Regions from separate parts of the Mus musculus genome. Here region 1 is linked to region 2. The links are chromatin contacts, called in public HiChIP or PLAC-seq maps. All regions are on one chromosome and are shown on one strand. The core of a region is the stretch at or near the end of the contact, and the rest is flanking DNA. Distances in the headings are between cores, read along the strand shown.

What was found. HiChIP or PLAC-seq counts read pairs in DNA pulled down with a chosen protein or histone mark.
Region 1: a FOXA1 HiChIP or PLAC-seq map of pancreatic cancer cells shows a contact between it and region 2. The contact joins the promoter of 1700039E22Rik here to the promoter of Scd4 in region 2. A contact is called at or near these places in 2 of 39 promoter capture datasets (both in liver) and 1 of 115 datasets of contacts at active chromatin or transcription factors (pancreatic cancer cells).

What each region holds. Positions count from the first base shown.
Region 1 is chr19:44,833,796-44,837,268 of GRCm38.p6, reverse strand. 1700039E22Rik (RIKEN cDNA 1700039E22 gene) reads left to right here and starts at 1,331. Exons shown (of 3, transcript NR_045315.1): 1 at 1,331-1,778. It overlaps Pax2 (paired box 2), which reads right to left. Exons shown (of 10, transcript NM_001368747.1): 9 at 1,792-1,878; 10 at 1-1,299. The coding sequence ends at 1,178.
Region 2 is chr19:44,331,255-44,334,897 of GRCm38.p6, reverse strand. Scd4 (stearoyl-coenzyme A desaturase 4) reads right to left here and starts at 1,572. Exons shown (of 6, transcript NM_183216.3): 1 at 1,383-1,572; 2 at 637-904. The coding sequence starts at 1,406.

The DNA of each region.
Region 1 (3,473 bases), core at 82-2,581, 500 kb before region 2:
GGGGGGGCGGGAGGACAGGGACTCTATGGTACCCGGAGGGGCGGGGCAGAGAGGGAGGGGCTATGTACAGAGAGAGGTTCGCCTCGACAGCACACACCGTCTTTCTATAAAGCAGCCTGTTGGGTTTTTGTTTGTTCATTTTTGCAAAGACCATCATCATATTAAATAAGTGTAGACTTTTTTTTTTTTTTGAGGCTCTGTTCAGCTCCTGCCCAAGGGAAGGCTGGGGAGGGGGTGCTTGGGGGGAATGGGGCGGGGAGACCCGGATTTTCATCTGGGGCGGCTCGGTCGTCAGTTCCTTCCAGGCTTTTTGCGCCCGCAGGTTGGGAGTTTGGGATGGGAGGGTGGGGGTGGGCAGCGCATTACTGATGGGAAAAGATCAATGCTCGCAGCCGCAGCCTGAGGACACGGTTCCCGCGGTGGCCCCGACGTGGCTGCGTGCTTGGGACCAAACACAAGGTGTCGTGGGATGAGCCGAGGAAGCACAGGAGGGAAAAGTGAGAGGCCAGCAGGTGGAAGAGGCGCTGACGTAAGGGCAAGGCGGGGCCGAGAGGAGAGTCACTGCAGAAGGAGATCGCAGGCCCAAGGGAACTAGGCAGTTCAGGTGGATGAGCTCAGTTGGCGTCTGCTCGCCTTGGGTACCAGCCTTGGAAAACGCTGTCGCCCCAAACGCTGTCCCTCGAGTCCGACCCTTGCGTCCCAGTGCCACCGTCTGGGGCGGGGCGCAGACAGAAGGCGGGGTCAGCTTGGCAGGCACAGGGGGGATGGGGCAGGATTTCCCCCCTAGGGTCTCCCCGGCGGCTCCTCCTTCAGCACAAAGTCCTTTCCTTAGCTTCCCTTGCTCAGCTTCTCCAGCGAAGCCTCCCGACTCCCGGGCGTCCGAAGTGGGCTGCCCCTGGGTGGGCCACGCTGATTGTGTGTCACAGAAACGGCGCGCGGGCCAGAGGCGGGCGGGCTTCCGGACGGCGCCGCGGTCCAGGCAGGCGGGGAGGGGCGACGGGCGGGGCTGGGGCCTGAGGGTCCCACCCGCGGCTCCACCTGTCCTGTCTGGCCATCGACAGGGTGATGAGAAGGGCTGCGGGGCTTGGGGGAGGATGTCTCGAGGTGGGGGTGGGACAGGGACGGTGGCCGAGAGGCAGCGCGTCGCTTCGGTCCTCCCTCCCTCTGGGGTGGGCGGTCAGACGGGGACGATGTGGAGGCCGAAGCTGTCTGCCTGAAGCTTGATGTGGTCCCCGCGGTAACTAGTGGCGGTCATAGGCAGCGGCAGCAGCGGCAGGGGCGGAGCCCCGGGGGGCGGCACTATAATAATAAGGGGAACCTGGAAGTTAACACAGGAGAAGAATGGGCTGGGTGAGAGGACAAACAGGAGAACAAAAAAGGAAAGAAAAGCAAAGAAAAGCCCTCCCCGGGTCCAGCGGGATCAGGCCTGGAGGACTGTGGCTCGGCCCCGAGGCCAGATGCCCAGGAGTAGTGCTGCATCCACAGGGCGGGAGAGGGACAGGACAGGTGACACCCGGCTGCGGATCCCCCAAGGGGTCCGACGGCCACTGTTGGCTAAGAGCCCTCCAGTGATCAAGAGGTAGGGGAGGGAAGAGGCTGGAGGCGCAGGCGTCCTGGTGGTATCCCCAGGACCCGGCGCTGCTCTAATGGGCCTGTCTCCCTGGCCCATCCGGGTACCCAGAATTGGGGTGGTCCTGAGTGGGATCCGTATCCCGAAGCAGCCTGCGCGCCCGAGCTGGCGAGCGGGTAGGCGACCTTGGGAGCCGCCGGCCTGCCAGGTGGCGTACTCACTTAGTAAGGCGGGGTTGCTGAATCTCCAAGCCTCATTGTAGGCGGTGTACTGGGGATGGCTGTATGGGTTGCCTGAGAACTCGCTCCCTGTGGGAGGGCGGGGAACTGGAATTAGAGGCGTTCAACGTGTCCAGTTGGCCTCTTCTGTCCTGTCCTCACTAGTCCCAGTCTTGGGTGTTTCAAGCAGGGATAGGGCCCCTGGGAGCAGGCCAGAGGCCAGGTAATCCACACACTCCGAGCTCTGCATGGGGACAGCCACCATAGACAAGTAGCAGCCAGATCCCTGCACACCTAGGCATGGAGGGAATCTGTGGGCGGGTTTGTGCCTGGGCTCTCCTGCAAGAGATCGCTGCCCAGGAAGGGTTTGGTCTTGGTCTGGCTGCTCCCACTTAAGTAAATTGGGAGCTGAGAGCTTTTACAGTGGACACTGGCTTTAGGGATTCTACAGCATGAGAGAGGGGGAAGGTGGAGCAGGAAGGCCCCTGGGACACTTTGTCCCAGAAAGCCCTAAGAATGGCATCTCAGAGCTGTGCCAAAGCTAGGCAGGTGGTAGTGGTGGTGCCCTCCTGGGAAATAACCCCTCCCACTTTTCCCTCCTGAGGTTCAGTACAAGGGCCACGTAACTGGGGAAGTGAACTGCGGGAATCCACTGGACTGCTCGCAGGCTCAGGAGCAGTGAGCAGTGGAGGGCACAGTGGGTTGGGAGCCTTCGGGAGCTACCTCCCTCCCTCCAGGAGGAGAAAGGCCAGGCCTATGGGTTTCCCCCCTGGCCCTTTCTCCTGTGTGATGACCCCAGACTGTTTACAGTGATCCCTAACCGCGGGTTAAGTAGAGGAGAAGGGGCCCCACTCCAAGAAGGAGCTGGGTGGGGGTGGGGGATGCAGCCACTGGAAAGCCTGTTTATTGACGAGGAGGGAAAGCATGCGTGCAGCAGGATAATGAGCTTCTGAGCTCAACTGTGACCAAGAGGAACTGAGCTATCTCCTTCCCCATCGCTAATGAAACAAGTGTAATTTCCTCATCAGCACTAGATTCTGTTTAACGACTCCCCCCTTGCCACCATGAGCTCTCTGCGGCTCCCCTCATCCCTACCTCCCTGTAGACTCCCCACCCCCCACCTCCCCACTCTTTCCTCACCACCACCACCCCACCTCCCTAAGACCTCCTCCAGCCTCCACCTGCTCACTGCTGGGATCTTCTTCCAGAGCCATCCCTTGCTCCCCCACCAACAGCTTCTACTTGCCTTCTCCCAAGTGTGAGCCCCAATCCCTTCATCCGCACCTCCAACTTCTCTCAGTCAGCCCTATTCTCTTAACAGGCTGTAACGGGCTCCCCAGTTTCTCAACCCTTACTCAGGGCCGTGCCTTGATGAATAAGGCCAATCCAGCTTTCTGTCCTCTCTTTCTCCCTCTACCAGTGAGGGTTGAACTTGAGGAGTGGGGCATACAAAAGGGCTCCAGAGACAGTGGACTACAGGCTGGGAGAGTCTTAGCCACCTTAAGGTGAGAGATTTTGGTGTTTCAACACCAAACTTCAACTCTCTTTGACTTTAAGCCACTCTCATTTGGGGTGAAGGTTAGAGAGGACAGCCACCAGGCTGCTTCCTGAACCCCAAACCCAAGTCCAGTGCCTCTCAGCAAAAGGGTACACTAGAGATTCAGAGGAGCACAGAGGACCTGGGT
Region 2 (3,643 bases), core at 323-2,822:
AATTCTGAAACCCCCCTCCCCCTCTATTTTTGTCATTTTAAGAACATCTTGCTAACTGACAGGACGGACCTGGAGCAGCAGAACTCTACACCAGTGTACTTGGACCGTGTGGGAACCTGCCTCATCTTTCTCTGGGGCAAACAAGCCTGTCCTGGTCAGAATCACATACAAATATTTTTTGTTGGTAATCCCATTTTATTCCTTCTTCTCCAGCGATCCCCTCTGGATAGTCTTACTTTACTCTGTCTCCCGACTAAGCAAATACCCCCTCATTAAGCCCCCATGCCTCTCAGCAAGGGCTCTAGTTTTCCTGTGGCAGGCAATGCTAAGTCAGAAAGCTTTTTGGACGGAAAAGCTCTTTAGGAGACTGTCAATCCTTTGTCATACAGTTATCCCTCCACCTTTTATAGACTTTAGCATCCAAGCTAAAGAACCCCCCAGATCTGACACTCTTGTACCCCAATCCCACGAGGCTCTGTTCCCCGTCTAGTTATCAGTATCTCAGAAAGTGGAGAGAAAACTTGAAAAATCTGGACAGAGAGCGGCTACTTTTCAGAATCAGAGTCTACCTTATTAAAGAGTTGGGGGCGGGGGAGACATGGGGTGCTGGCCCAGGGCGGAGGGTTTGGAGATTACCCAAGAGCCAGGTGTAGACCTTGCAGGAGGGAACCAGTGTGATCCCGTACAGGGCTCCCACGTGCAGCAGGGCCATGAAGATGATGTTCCTCCAGACGTACTCCAGCTTGGGCGGGGGTCCCTCCTCATCCTGGTAGCTGGGGTCATACAGATCATCTTTTATTTCAGGCCGGATATCTTCTGCCTGGAGGGGCATCTTCTCTTCTCCATCCTGCTGTCTCCGGGAGTGGGGTTCCATGATGTTGGTAGTGCTACACCTGCTGGAGATCTTCAACGGGAGGAAGTGAAAGTCAAAAGCAGATACATAGGACAGCAAGGGGGGGGTCCTCCTGTAATACAGCCAAGGCAGTAGAGGCAGAAACCCCAGTGCCCTGATCATAGGAAGACAGAGTACAGATGTGCTAGATGAAGCAGAGAAAACTTCCCAGAAACTACCTAGAATGTGTTGACAATCAAACCTCACAGTGAAGGGGCAGGGACGGGGATCAAACATTCATACCTCAAGCAACATACAAAGGAAAATGCATGTGCATGCAGAAAGGTATTGGCTGGACGGGAGCTTTCTTTCCTTTAAAGTCAACTGGCAACATGACTGCCACATCCCTCACTTGAAGGTCATACAAATCTAATAAGATATCTGAGATGTCTCTGTAGCTCTCAGCTCTGGCCTCTCTCCAGTCAGCACAGTCCCACCTGGTACCAAAGATCCTGTGCTAGAGGGAGGGGGTCATTGATGAAAAGCTGACCTCTTGTGGCAAGTGGGCCGTCATCTTGCTCCTTGGAAGCCTAGATCCTCTTGTGAAGGCAGAGAGAGCAAGGTCCAGGTCTGCAGCGACTGAGGATCGGTGAAGCGTTGAGTCCAGAGCCCACTGTGCGCTGTGTGTACTGCGTTGATGCCCGGCTAACTGTGCAGGTGTCACCAGTCAGTTCTGCTGTGTGTTGTTGTTTCCAGGCACAGGATTTAAAGGGTATGTAGAGCTGGCACTTGGTGACTGTGTCTGGTATTTGTTCAGATGTGCTTCATGACTGCCAACAAGGGATAAAGAATTCAGAGCTGGCTAGTCAAGGCAGCCCCATGAGGAGATAAAGACTGAAGGCGAGAGAGGGGAGGACAGCCAGCAAAGCCCACATTCACCTAAGGCAAGGCTATGGGATGCTGCACACACTAAGAGAGAGCCACCTTTGTCCCCATTCCTAGACAGATGGAGTATTCTCAGCACTCTGGCAAGCTCTGAGCAGAGGAATTTGTTACTCTCTTGTCTTCCTGGCTCTGGCATCCAGAAATCTGCTATCTCGCTGGCAGACAGCCCTCTGTGCCAACCTCCTCGGTTTCATCTCTGTGGACCCTGGGTCTCTGCCAGCATCATGACTGGAGGAATCTGGGGTCCAGTTCTCAAGCTTCATAGAGGGTAGAAAATGTCCACAAAGTGGGAAAAGAGTGAATCTGGGGGGTGAGAGTCAAGTTCAAGCCCAGGACTAACACAGGTGCTTGGCAAATGTGTCACACTGGGGCAGTTGCACAGTGGGGACAGCTCATCAGTGTCCACCACAATTCCACCTTCTCTTTCCACTCATCAGGTGTGGTGGGGGTAAGGGGGGGTGGACTGGCCTCCACCCCCAGATCTCGAGACAAGAGCAGGTGCATAGCCCGCCTTCTTACTTAGCATCTCAAGCCAGTGGCGGCTCTTCCCCACCCACCTGCCCAGGATGTTCAGCAGAATCGCAGAATGCTCTGACCAGCTCACACACACAGTCACACGCACAGGGCTGAGTGTCTGAGCCCACGCTCAGTCATAGGACTCGTTTCACAGGGGATAACCACCTCCAGACATTAGCATTTAATTACTTCCCTATGTTCCTGCCCCCGGAACATCTGCTGCAGGCAGGGAGGTCTGAAGATTCTCCCATCAGGTTGGGAATTGGGAGTCTTCTATAAGGAAAAAGTGGGAACCTCAGACAGGCGTTTACAGGCAGCAGAGGTGCAAAGGTTTGCCTGTGAAATAAGAAGACTGAGCTGGTATGGAATGACTTTAAAAAAAAAAAAAAAAAGCTAATACTAACTTTTTAAAAAGTCTCCCCGTGACCCATGACCTGTGGTTTTTAAGGAGAAGGAAGTTGAGATATAGAGAGCTCAGATAATTTGTCTGTGGTCCCAGGAGCCAGTGACTCACAGAGCTAGAAACTGATCATAGTAGGCAAGATGCCAGAGCCCAGGCTCAAACCCTGCTCGGAAAGCGATGCTGGCCTAGAGTCCCAAGACAAAATGACTTCACAGGCCGTCTTCAGTAGATTCACAGCAGGATGAGGAAGCTCAAACTGCAGGGATTTGCATTCACTAGGGTCTCCTGAGATAGACATCTCCCCTGTACACTTCCCCCCCACACACACACAAAGGAGACTATATGAGGGCAAGCATGACCAACTTGTCCCTCTGTGAAAGCTTCCTTGGCCTCTCCATCCTCTTCCCCTCTTATCAAACAGCGAGGGACCCCACAGTCCTTTTGGCTCCCCACATACTTTGCTTTGCTTTGACCCCACAATTTTATTTTAACAGCCATATTGAGACTTGTTTGCACTGGGCATGGTGGTGTACATTTTTCATCCCAGCACTTGGGAGGCAGAGGCAGGTGGATCTCTATGAGTTTGAGGCCAGCCTGGTCTACCAAGCAAGTTCCAGGACAGCCAGGACTATAGACAGAAACCTTGTCTGGAAAAACAAACCAAAAACCAAAAAACCAAAAAAACCAAAAAAACCAAAAAACCAAAAAACCAAAAAACCAAAAAACCAAAAAACCAAAAAACCAAAAAACCAAAAAACCAAAAAACCAAAAAACCAAAAAACCAAAAAACCAAAAAACCAAAAAACCAAAAAACCAAAAAACCAAAAAACCAAAAAACCAAAAAAAACCAAAAAAAACAAAAAACCAAAAAACCAAAAAACCAAAAAACCAAAAAAAAACAAAAAAACCAAAAAACCAAAAAACCAAAAAACCAAAAAAACCAAAAA